Linked DNA regions of Mus musculus: region 1 is linked to region 2. A link is a contact called in public promoter capture Hi-C data. All regions are on one chromosome and are shown on one strand. The core of a region is the stretch at or near the end of the contact, and the rest is flanking DNA. Distances in the headings are between cores, read along the strand shown.

Region 1 (6,691 bases), core at 3,204-5,703, 89 kb before region 2:
TCCCCCCTCCCCCTCTCTCCTTGATTGTCTTTTTGTCTTTTTCATGACTCTAAGCAGAGACAGAGAATATATATGCTGCCATCTCTGGCTCTCTTTGGGCCCCTTCTGTCAACACACAAATGTTCTTTCCAATCTCATTTGTATTCAGTCCTGGGTCACGGTCAACATAGTTTTCCAGGCAGCCATCCGCAGTGATTTGGAGTTGGGGACCAACATGATGAATTTGGGGGTTCTTCCTGACTTTCAGCTTTGTTGTATGTTCTGGTTGCACGGTAGCAAGGGAAAGGCATCTGAAGAAAAAGAGGATTTATTGTAATGATAAAAATGGATTGACAGCAGAGCCAAGACAATGGTATAGTGGCAGAGGACTAGCATTGCAAAAAAACACCCAGAAAAGGGGGGAAATAAATCCAACTTCTAAGTAGACTAAAGCCAGAAAGCTGTTCAGGATCCTAGAGAAGCCAGACACTGGATTCTCTCCTCATGCCCCACCTGCCCCGTCTCTGATGTAATGTCTGTGTCTGTGGGTATTTTATTTGTGGCTATTGTGAAGGGTGGTGTTTCCCTGATTTCCTACTCAGCCCATTTATCATTTTTATGAAGGAGGGCTACTGATTTTTTAAAGCTAATTTTGTATCCAGCCACTTTGCTGAGGGTGCTTATCAGCTGTAGGAGTTCGGTAGAATCTTGGGGGTCACTTATACCATCATACCACCTGCAAGTAGTGATGCCTTGATTTCTTCTTTTCTAATTTGTATCCCCTAGATCTCCTTCATTTTTCCTGTTGTTGCTCTGGCTAGAACTTCAAGTACTGTATTGTGTAGACATGGAGAAAGTAGACAGCCTTATCTTATTCCTGATTTTAGTGGAGTTGCTTTTAATTTCTCTTCATTTAATGTGATCTTGCCTATTTGCTTGCTGTAAATTGCCTTTATTATGTTTAGGTACGTCCCTTTTATCCCTAATCTCTTTAAGCCTTTTTTTCATTAAGTTGTGTTGGATTTTGTAGAAGGCGTCTTCAGTATCTAATGAGAGGATCATGAGGTTTGGTTTTTTTTCTTTCAGTTTGTTTGTGTGATGGATTGCATGGACAGATTTTTGCATGAAACAGTCCTTGCATCTCTAGGATAAAATCTACTTGATCATGGTGGATAATCTTTTCTATGTGTTCTTGGATTCTATTTGCAAGTAGTTTATTGAGTACTTGTGTATCAATGTTCATGAGAAAAATTTGTCTCTAATTCTCTTTGTTGAATTTTTGTGTGGTTTTGATATCAGGTGATTGTGGCCTCATACAATGAATGTGGCAATGTTTCTTCTGTTTCTATTTTGTGGAGTAATTTGAGGAGTATTGGTGTTAGCTCTTTTTGGAAAAATCTAGTAGAATTCTGCACTAAAACCATCTGGCCCTGGTCATTTTTTTGGTTGGAAGATTTTGAATGACTACTTCTACTTTACTAGTTGTTATAGGTCTATTTAAATTGTTTGTGTGATCTTGATTTAACTTTGAGAAGTGGTATCTATAGAGAAAATTATCCATTTCTTTCAGATTTTTCAATTTTGTGGAGTAAAGTAATTTTTTAAAGTATGACCTAATGATTCTTTGGATGCCCTTAGTGTCTGTTGTTTTGCCCCCCTTTTTATTTTTGATTTTTATTTTTAGATTTTGTGATAAATAAAAATAAAAATTAAATATTTTATCCTAAACAATTTTAGTATATTTTATTTATGTGTGTTCACATGTGAACATGTGTCACAGTGTTCAGAGAACGACCTTGGGAATCAGTCTTTTCACAACCATGTGGGGCCTAGGGATCAGATCAGGTTTGGTTGCAAGTGCCTTTACTTACCTGCTTAGCCACCTTGCCTGTCAAATACTGGGTGTGTGTGTGTGTGTGTGTGTGTGTGTGTGTGGTCTGTGTGCATGTGAGGTGTGTGTGGCTTGTGTGTATATGTGTGCTACTTCGTTTTGTCTTTTTCATGAGACAAGGTCTCTCTATATAAACCCAGACTAACTTCAAACATGACACTCAGCCTGCCTCAGCCTCTCAAGGCTCAGCTAAACATTGTTCTTGAAGTTAGTTTGTCTTAACTTTCTTTCCACACTGCCTATGTAATGATGTAGCATGTAACTTTAAAAGCCAGATACCTTTCTTGACCATCTTCCATGACTCTATACCCCTCATGGCAGGCTGAATAAATGGCTTTTTGAAATATCCATACCCCTTCTTTTGGAGACAGATTGTGCAGATGTGATCAAGTATTTTGTGCCCGGAAGATTATCCTGTGCTACTAGTTAGGCACAAATTTAATATTCTAAGGGTCTCTGTAGGTAAAAGGAAGGCAGGAGAGGCACAGCCAGGAAGTCTTGCTGTGAGAATATTCACAAGCCAAGGAGTGTCGTCAGTCTCCACGAGGAAAGGGTGAGGAAATGACTTCTCTCCTTCAGCCTCCAAAGAGCAGATACCCTGCTACTGCCTGTATGTTGGTTCCCCCAAATTCTGGGCTCACCCCAACCTCTGGAAGCGTAAGATATGGAAGATAAAAGAGTACTAGCACTTTGTTATCAGTGCTAGGAAGCTATAAATATAGCCATTCTTTATTTCTAACTCATAACCCGTCAATAATAAGTCTCATGAGTTTTACATCCAGATGAATTGCATATCTATTTCAGTGGAATTTTCACTGGAACCAACTCTTGACTCTCAACAAATCCATTCAAATCCATTCTCTACCCAACAGCTCAGATGGTATTTAGAAAAAAAAAGTATGATGTGAAATGTGTTGGAAATTGACGTGTTATCAGAGCATTCATGAATGGTGACCTGGTCAACTTACAAATCGATGGTTGCTGATCTCAGACAGAAAGGTAGACAATGTCACCTCAGTGTACAAAACCACTCATTGTCTGTCCTTTCATGATGGGATGACCCTTGCAGGATCCAACATGGCTACACTAATACCATGCAAACCAGAGCTTCATCCTTGACTGAGATAGACCACAAGCTGTAAAAGTCTGATGGGGTCCACATTTAGCTTATAGCAAGAACCCCCAATGGAAGCTGAGGCAGGAGGACTGACGTGGCTTGAGACCAGTCTGGGCTACACAGTCAATCCCGTGCCAGTTTCAGCTAGGTACAGTGTAAGATCCTGTCTCAAAAAAAAAAAAAAAAAAACAACCTAAAAAAGTAGATCTGAAAGTTTCACTTGTGACTTTTTGTTGTTGTTTGAGACACAGGTGCAGCTGTGCTGTTCAGAATACTGTCTAGCTTCTCATTCTCTTGCACCTAGCTGTGGGAAATGTCACCCATGTCAGGAGGTTCACCACGATCTCTAACTTCAGCTCCAGGGTATCTGTTACCCTCTTCTGGACTTTGACATGTGCACTCTAATGTGTACACATCCTCTGCCCCACCCCCCTACCCCATATACATGATAAAAATAAGCTAAAATAAAATCTTAAAAACAAAACAAAACCAACCTTCATCAGGAGCTAGCAGCACAGGCCGCTCCCCACCTTCCTGGGTCTTGGATCTGCAATTAGTCTAGCAGATATTCTTGAGATGTCTGTGTACCTCAATCTATCAGACTATTGAAACTATGGCCTCAAAAAACCCTGAAATTTTCCCCAAGAATCTCATACTCAGAGAAGGAAAAGACCGAATGCTGGTGCTGAAAAGAGACTTCACACGGGACTGACAATTTGTGACTGCCACTTTGCTGGGGAAGTTAGAGTCCAGACAGTGACAGGTGGGCTACAGCTTGCCCTGGACCTCTTAGATGTGCACATCTCGAACTCTATATATTTTAACCTAAAATCTGAGGTCCCAAAATGGATCCAGGGGATATGTCTTTGGATATCTTTGTCCCTCTTCCCAACATGGCCACATTGAATTAACCTCCGTTTTTTTGCTTTTTTTTTTTTTTTTTACTAGTAACTCTGTTCTCATTAACTTATGGAGAACAGGTGACAGAATTTGGCTTCAAGGGGAAAAACTGTGAGGCCCAAATTTGGTAATAGAATTGCCTAGATCCCTGGAGTGACAGATAACTCAGAGCTGACTAGCATGTGTATTGTCACGCTGCACTCAGCCAGAGCCTCGTGGCAGGGGTGGCAAAGCTTAAATTCCAGGGTGCACTCTAGGACTACCGACACTGAGTTGCCTTGGAGTTTGGTCCACGAGATGGCACTCAGCTTGGGTGCAAAGCTAAAACAACCATCTCGTGGGAGAACTCGGGCTTAACTGTGGGCTCTGCCAGAGGAGAGAACACCCTCAGGCGAGAATAAGGGTCAGCAAACCGAGTGGATGCCACTACCAGAGGCGACACGACAGCGGAAGGTGCGCCACACGACTGACCAACAGAAATACGCCAAGGAGGGGCTGGGACCCGGTGCAGGCGGAGCCGGAGCGATCGACCGTTCGGCGCTCCGCGGGAGCCGGGGTGTGCGTTGCGAATGCAGGAGCAATGGCTGGGGCTGGGTCGAGCGCCGAGTCGTCGAGCGGCGCCGGGTAGCGGAAGCCACCGGGTGCGCTTGCCGGGGCCTGCCCTGTGGACCCGCTGGACGCGAGCCTGCCAAGTGCCGAGGTGGCGCCGGAGGGAACTAACCCGGCGGAGGCCACGAGTCAGTCGGTGACTCACGAGCATCGTGCCAGGCTCCGGCACCTCTGCTGCAGCTGTGGGCCTCGCGCTGGGCGTCCGGGTTCTACGCAGCAGGGCGCCTCTCCCGCCCGGTGCGTTGCTCCGGCGTGGGATCCCGGAGCTGTCAGACTCAGCGTGCGGGTGAATGGGGACCGGGGCTTGCAGAGGTAGGCCTGGCCAGGGTCCAGCCCATCCGTGCACGCAGCAGGCGGCACGGCCCTGGGTCCCTGGGCAGAGACGTGAGATAGCTGCGGGGGCCCAGCACTGCCTAGGTGGGGAGAGGGTTTGCACCGAGGGACTTCTTGGAGGCTTGCCCAACTCTGACTGTCTGGACACTCGGTGTCCTTGGAAATTTGATAGACGTTTATATCCGTCCTTGAACAGGCTTGTAAAATTGTTAGAGGAAAGAATAGATCGGCTTTGCACCTCGATAGGAGGGGTGTGGCGGCGGGGAATGGTTTCACAGTAAAGATAATGGTTTAGCCCGACTGTAGGGGCTCTGGAAGGAACATCAAACTGAATTATTATAGCTGGGCAGCAGGGTTCTGAGAACTCTGTACAGCCCTTCCCTTTTTATTGCGGTGAGTTCCATCCGCTCTGAGTGAAAGAAAGGAGTGTCTCAAGTTCTCCGGAAAGGTTTGCACCCGTGGATGTTTGTGGAATATACACACAAGGTAGAGGGTGTGTGCGGCAGTGACCTGCGTGTAGGAAGGTCATCTAGACTTGGCTTTGAATTGAAGTTCTATCAGTCATTAACTAACTGTGATTTAGATCAAGTGGATTTTTTTTTCTACACCTCAGTGTCCCTGTCTGTATAGTAGAGAAAATGAGGATGGAATAACGTGTCTAACGCCGTGTTAGCCCACTGCTGGAGGAAGCACTTAGCAAACGTTTACTTTACTGTTGTTTCTCTGCTGGTGACTGCTTGCACAAGTGTGCTTATACTTTCTCGTGGTTGGGACATTCACTTATCCTTTTGCAGCATTTATAAAAGCACAATTGAGTTGAATGTAGTTTGTGAGCATTGCCATTTCTCGGAGCCAGGGAGATTGCTGCTGCTGCTGCTGCTGCTGCTGCTGGTGTAACGCTTCAAACTTGACTTGAGTTTGGGTGCTCCAAACCCAGTAAAACCGGTCCTATAATTCGAGCAGCTGTAATAACAGCAATCCGGAAGCCTTGGGTTTTTTTGTTTTTTGTTTTTGTTTTGTTTTGTTTGTTTTTGTTTTTGTTTTTAGAGAGCCTGTCTCCAACAAGGTGAAAGAAACGTAGGGGAGAGCTGGTGAGGTTGTTCTGTGTGTGAGACAGGCATAGAATTGATAGATGACTCAAAGGCAGAGAAAGTGAAGTAAAAAGCTCTATTGAAGCAAGCTGACAGCTCCTGGTGGGATGGGATGGGCCCCCGGACTTGGAAGTTCTGGCAGGTGGACTCTGGGTTGGGCATTTTATAAGACCCCATTTCCCTAATTGTCTGGTCCTCCGGCCCAAGGGTGGCCTTTCCTTTCTGCTTGTTTTTGTTTGTTTGGGTGTTTGCTGTTGTGTTCCTGTCACTCATACCAGATCTTACAGAAGCGTGCCCCTGTGCTCCTTGTCTGTCTGAACCCCATTCCTGACTCTCCAGTGGCCTGATGCTGGAACTTGCCCTCTGGCCTCCGCTTTTACCCATGCAGCCAGCCATTTCACTGGCTCCCGTGTTATTCGTTTGCATTTTGCAATGTTTGGGACCTCAGACTTTTGTATGGGGATACACAGTATCCACTGGCAAATATAGATACAGTTGATCAATTTTCATTTTTGGTTAACATTCCACTAGGTAAAGAAGCAAGTTTTATCTTGCTTTGCCTTGTGCTTTATGAAACCTAAATTTCCTTCAAATGGTTTAAGTCCACTTTGTCACATTCCGCATCTGATAGTGACCGTGAAGATGCTGCTCACTATCTGCACCATAAAATGTGTCTTTAGTTGTTCAAGTCTTTAATCCCTGCACTCAGGAAGCAGAGGCAGGCAGATCACAGTGAGTTTGAGGCCAGCATGGTCTGTGGGAAAAAAAAAA
Region 2 (6,380 bases), core at 2,303-4,802:
ATCAGACCCTAGGTCTGGAGTTACAGGTGGTTGTGAGCCACCATGTAGGTGCTGAGAATGGAGCTTGGATCCTCTGCAAGAGCAGCCAGTGCTCTTAACCACTGAGCTGTCTCTCCAGCCCTCAGCCCCTTCTGAACCAGGGACTCCCCCTGCAGCCCAGCCTGGCCTGAGACTCATTGTGTAAGCCTGGCTCATCTTGACTGCTGAGATTATAGGCAGGAGAAACTTGTCCCACCAAGCTGTATATTTTAAATAAGTTCATTATAGGGAGTATAAATTATTTCTCATAAAGCTTTTAAAAAACAATTCTATTGCATTTCTGAATAATACAATTTGGACCAAAATATTCCAATTTTGAATTCCAGACTTTATACCTGTTATCTAAAGGAGAAATTTAGAAAAACACTGGGGATTCTTTAGGTAATTGGTTTCTATAAGAGGACTTTCTCGACACCAGGTTTTACCCTTCAGTGGCATCCTGAAGCAATGGATCTTGGAAATCTTTGGATGGAGCAAGGCTTATCCTTTAACAGGGTAATTCTGAGTTGGATGTGGGAGCACACACCTGTGATCCCAGCACTAGAAGCTACAAAAGAGGCATTAGGTAAAGGCAGGGGGTCATCCTTCCGGGCCAGTCTCAGCTACACAGTGAGTTCCCAAGGGGTCTGAGCTACAGAATAGGATCCTGTGACAGAAGTCGTGTGTGTGTGGGGGGTGGGGTGGGGGGGGTGTCCTCAGCACAGTGCATGCAGGGGACTATCTGTCCTGGGCATTCCACTCAGTAAGACTCCACACTTACACTATTAGTTAGGTGGTCTCACCATATCTCTGTTACCGAAGAGGAAATGAAGGCACAGAGATATAAGTTAATTTGCCCAGGATAAGCTAGTGGGTTCTTGAGCTGGTACCCGAGTTTACCTCCCGATCCCCATTACAGCTTCACTCCACTACTGATCTGGATTTCTTTCTTCTCCCTTTACTGTAGCTTGTCCACCCCTGATTCAAACCTCACATTCCTGAGAACGTTCTCCGTGAACCTCTCCAACTAGAAGCAGTGACCATTGTAAGTAATCCTCAACTTCCCCCGAGATGAGACATAAACCACCCTAGGTGACACAAATACAACAGGCCATCGACCCTGCTTGTCCCTGGACTTGCCCACACACCTCCTTCCTCCCCAGCCTACAAGGCTACTCTCCTGGGCTTAGGAGAGGTCCTTTCCTGTCTCCCAAGAAGACCTGAAGCAAACACATGCTGGAAGAGCCCATGCCATCACTACTCTGAGCAGAGATTACTATGCTAGCAGATCCCTGAGAGGTGACTACAGGGATTGGGGGTGGGGGGGGGCACCACTCAAACATCCCCTAGCCCAGAGTCTGGGAGGAACTTCAATCCCACAACCACCAAGGATTGTTTTTCCTGACTCAGTTTAGAGACCTCCAGAGCTGGAATAACAAAATTAATTAACTAGTTAATTAATTAATCTACCCACTGTAGACCACCAACCAGAGACCCCATCTCTGCTAGTTACCTCCATTGAGATATTAACCCTGAATCCTATCCATCAGGAACATGTGTAGCCCCAAGCATTGACCCCCCACTAAAAGGAATCCAAAGTCACATTCCTCCCTTGCTTTCTGTCATTAAATTGTGAATAATAATGCATTTACTTATTCTCCCACTTAAAAAGTTGTTTAAATTCTTTGAAGAATCTTGCAAGGCAGCTTGGCTAGACAGCAGGCAGGACAGTCCAGTGCCTCAGGTGGGCAGGCAAGGGTCTGCCATTCACCTATCTTTTGGTCCAGCAAGTAAGCATTAGGATTGATGGTGTAGTCCTTGGTCTGGACATCGCTGGCTGTGGTGACACCCCCACATACAAATACCTTGCTGTCTCCAATGGAGCAGATAGCATGGGATACATCCAAGGGACAACTGTTGGGCAACAGAGGTACTGAGGTTGTCGACTTGTTGGCCTTGATCTTCTGTAAGTTGATTTCCACGCTCTGCCGGTGGCTGTGTACACGAAGGATGTTGTCCTGATGGAACGAGAGCAGGGGCCGGTGGTTGAATTCGATGGGGAAGGTGATACACTGGACCACTTCCCCCGTGCAGGTGTCAAAGCAGTCCACTACACCGACCCGGGAGATGTAGCCCTTCACCAGGCATCGCCCAGTGACAATGTACAGGTTCCGGTCACCCTTAGTGATGACTGCTGTCCCGTCCATAGGGATGCTCATCTTCCCCGCCAAGCACCAGGCTTCCTTGCGTTCATCATAGCGATAAATGTTAGAGACGTACCGGCGTGGGGCAATGCTCCCACCCACTGAGTAAACTGTTCCCCCGCAGGTCACCATGGTGTGGAAGACAAGCCCAATGGGCAGGTCAGGTAGCTTGGTCCAGGAGTTGTCGTCCATGTCATACCGCCACGCTGTCTTCAGTCCTGAAATCTGCTCAGTGGTGCCACCGGATATGTAGATGTAACGGCCAGCAGCAGTGGCACTGAGCGCGGCTGCCCGGTATGGCATCTCTGAGAGCTTCAGCCACAGGTTCTCCTGGATGATATAGGCAAACACCCCATCGTTGAACTTACCGTGGGCCTTCTGGCCACCCAGGATGACCACCGAGTCAAGCAGGGCCCCTTTCCGCTGGTAGCTCAGCAGGCTGCACGGGCGCTCCTGCTTGCGGTCCATCAGGACACTTTCGATCAAGGTCGCGTGGGCAGAGTTGTTCTCCAAGCCAACCAGCTTGTTGCTGGCAAACATCAGCGTCTTGTTGGAGACCGCATTGAGATTGATGTAATTGAAGAACTTCTTGAAGTATTTTTCCCGCTCCTCCTTCCGGAAGTACACCCAACTGATGAGTGCGCTGAGCGCCTGGTCCTCGTTGAGCACGTGGAGGTTTTCATCCCGGAGCAGGCGACCGAAGATGACGGGTGGGCAGCGCATGAAGTGCATAGAGCCCTCGGGACTGGCCCAGAAGTGGAAGTTGTCACGAATGCCAGAGTAGGCCAAGTCTGATACTTCTTTGAGCTCGAACAGCTCAGCCAAGAAGAGGTAGCGCAAGCAGTTGACGCGGCGAATAGACTTAATAAGGAAGTCATTGCAGTGAATCCGAAGGCGTGGGGTATTGAAATACTGTGCGCCCCGGAGCAGCTCCTCCACGTTCTGCTCTGAGATCACCACTTTGCCGCTGTAGAAGTAATCCAGGAGCTGGTCCACCGTGGCTGGGCTCAGGTAGTTGGGGTCGATGGTGATGTAGAGTTCATCGGTGGTCTTCATGTCGTTGCTGGAGATGAGGCTTTTCACTAGTGGAGAGACGGCAGCCAGCACGTTGCGATGTGCGAAGAAGACATGATGGTCCACAGTCAGGGCCATGTCCCAGTACTCTTTACGCTTCCTCTGTTTGTTCAGGTTTTGCAGCACAAAGCTGTTGTAGTTTTTCTCTGTGAATTCCAGTTTCATGGTGCTTCTTGTTGGCCGAGACAGAAGATTCGTAGCAGGTACCGGAGGGCAGACTTTTCCAGGCCTTTGGGGTTTGTACTGATGGTTGTTTGCAGAGCAGCTGACCAGAGAGGAGTGGGCGTGGGAGAGAGGGTGACGTCATAGAATGGATGAGGTCATCATAATGTAGCCCCCTCCCCGCCCCCAGGCCTTTCTCTCCCCAGAGCTTCAGAGGAAGCTCTGGAATGGGGCCACGGTGTCCCCCTGGGCCTTTCAAGTCACAGTCCTCGGCTTCGCCGGGAATGTTCGAACTGGTTTGGGTGGGGCAGAGAGCAGCTGTGGAGAGGGAAAATTTAGGGTGGGAGGAGAGGTTACCATGATCTAGAAGCCTCCCTTTTAACCAGAAGGCTGAAGTCCTGCTGAGGAAGGACTCCCCCTGTCACAGAGGCAGTTAGAGGCAGAGCAAACCTGGAACTCCCACAGTGTGGGGCGTTACAACCCTTTCACCCCTTCAGGAAGTGGGGACCAGACAGTTTTCATGGTTCAATTCTTAGGCCCTGAAGGCCCTTTTTTCTACCAAGGTTCCTGGACGTCTGAGAAGACAAACCCTCTGGCTTCTGATCTCTGTAGTCAGAATACAGTTTTCATGGAGAAGTGGGTGACACTCACTGGAGCAGAAATGGAGGGGCCAGCCAGCCCTAGGAAGATGGGAGGACTTGGAAACGCCAGTACCAGGTTTCCAACCTCCCATACCAGGTTTGGAAACTTCCCATACCAGGTTTCCAAGTATCTAGTAAAATGCTGGGGAAATGCCTGATTCGGCCTCTCCACTCCGAGTTTCTTAGACCAGTTCACTCAGGCCTCAGATTCCTCTTCTGTGAGATGAGAATACTCGCTTCAAAGTGCAGCAGGCACAGCGCTTAGCTTACAGCAAACGTTCCAATAAATGCCAGTTCTTGTTTCTTAGTTGATATAACCACAGCTGTGGGCATCCCCGAAGCCCTCGACGGGTTATAGGAGCCTGCTTCGGCCGCACGGTGGCGCTGCAGGGTCACCTCCTGGCCAGAAGCACGCCGCCTCCGTGCTCAGCTTCTCCAATGGCGTAGAGAGGAAACTCACCCGCCCCGGGGCGTCCCTTTCTGCCTGCTTTGTCCCGCCTAGGGCTCCTTTGTGTAGGAGCGACTCTGAAACTCATACGTCTGGACCCGGGGCTCACAGTGTGGCAGACCCACACCTGTTCTCATTTTACAGATGTGGACAGAGCCCGGCAATGGTGTATGACCAAAGCCACCCTGGGACCTCTTAGGAAGAACCGTGCCATATGGTCACTTGTACTGGTCAGGAGGACCTGACTGCAGACCCCATCTCCACTGTGGGCTCCAAGCCTCACTCCAGACCTTCTGGTCCTCCTGAACGCCCCTCCCAGAGTGACTGTCAGCTCCATACCCACCACTCTCCAGCCCTCTTGCTGGCTTGGATTCTCATTCATCTTTCCATCCCACACCTAGCCTTTTCCTTATCTAGGAACTTGGTAATTTAAAGTTTGTTTGTTTGCTTGTTTGTTTTTGTTACAGGGTTTCTCTGGGTAGCCTTGGCTGTCCTGGAACCTCTATGTAAACTAGGCTGGCCTTGAACTCAAGAGATCTACCTGTCTCTGCCTCTCAGGTGCTAGGATTAATTGAAGTTTTGTTTTTTTTTTTTTTTTAAACAATTATACTTTAATAGTGAAGTTACACATCTTGATACCTGACTTCTGGGGCAGATAGTCTCTTTGGATGTGATGCCTGTGAAGGGGTTAGAACTTCTGTCCCCCTGCTTGGGGTACTTAGGTTCCAGCCCCACTTCAAAGAACTCCCTATGTGGCTGAGCTCAGTTCCCCACTACCTAGTCTCTCTCTCTGTCTCTCTCTGTCTCTCTCTCTGTGTGTGTCTCTCTCTCTGTGTGTGTGTCTCTGTCTCTCTTTCTCTCAGGGAATTTCAGCTCTGCACGCTTCTCCAGGTCTCATCACCTGAGAAACAGGGGCCACTTGGCCAGAGGAAGCATCGTGAGTCTGATAAGGATGCCTGAATCCAGTGGCATCCTGACTGTCAGACCCCACTTCCTGGGACATTTACCGGAAGCAGAAGGTCATCAGATCCCAGAGCACCAGGACAGAAATGAGCTCACTCACCGTATGCCTCCAGCTGGAGATCATGGAGGTCTGGGAGGATCTGACAGACCTGACTAAGGCCTGGAGAGAAGAGGCTTGTTCAACCGGAGAGCATTTGCCACAGTTTCCGGTCTTAGGTCTTAGTTGCAAAGCTCCCATCCTCAACAAACTCAAGACTCAAAGAATCCCATTACTCGGCAGGCAGAAGCAGGAGGGACTCTGAGCTCAAAAGTTTAAGGTCAGCCTGGGCAACATAGACCTTAAAACAAAACAAAAATTGGGGTGTGGTGCTCCACATGTGTAGACCTTAAAATTAAACAAATAGTGGGGGTGCGGTAGTCCATATGTGTCTCAGATTTCGGAAGGCCTAAATTTAGGCCAGCCTGGGGCAACATAGTAGACTGTCTCAAAGTTAAAAATGTAAAAGCTCATTAAACTGGGCCGGGGACAAAGCTCAGTGGGTAGAATGCGTGCCTGTCACGCACAGAGCGGTAGGTTGGATCCTGAGAACCATGCCAACTTGGTATAGTGAGCCATGCCTCTAATCCAAGCACTCAAGAGATAGGAGCAGGATGATTGGAAGTTCAAGGTCCCCTTTAGATATATAGTCTTTAAGTTCTAGGCCAGCCTGGACTACTTGAGATTAAAAAACAAACAAACAAACAAACAAACAAACAAAAAGAGGTGTTTGCACAGTTGCTGCTGAGGTCGCTCTGTAGGCAGAATGCCTGCCCAGCAAGCCTGACCACCCAAATTCAACTCCTGGAACCCACACAAAGGTAGTCGGACAC

What was found. Capture Hi-C pulls out chosen DNA fragments and counts their contacts.
Region 1: a contact with region 2 is called in a promoter capture Hi-C map of liver. The contact joins the promoter of Gne here to the promoter of Ccin in region 2. A contact is called at or near these places in 1 of 39 promoter capture datasets (macrophages), 1 of 15 datasets of contacts at CTCF or cohesin (CD8 T cells), 1 of 484 Hi-C or Micro-C datasets (regulatory T cells), 5 of 115 datasets of contacts at active chromatin or transcription factors (CD8 T cells, the SCID.adh cell line and embryonic stem cells) and 3 of 9 other capture datasets (adipose tissue, liver and pancreatic islet).

Annotation. Positions count from the first base shown.
Region 1 is chr4:44,070,479-44,077,169 of GRCm38.p6, reverse strand. It overlaps Gne (glucosamine (UDP-N-acetyl)-2-epimerase/N-acetylmannosamine kinase), which reads left to right and starts at 4,453. Exons shown (of 12, transcript NM_001190414.2): 1 at 4,453-4,808.
Region 2 is chr4:43,980,676-43,987,055 of GRCm38.p6, reverse strand. It overlaps Ccin (calicin), which reads right to left and starts at 3,552. Exons shown (of 1, transcript NM_001002787.2): 1 at 1,523-3,552. The coding sequence starts at 3,461. The coding sequence ends at 1,695.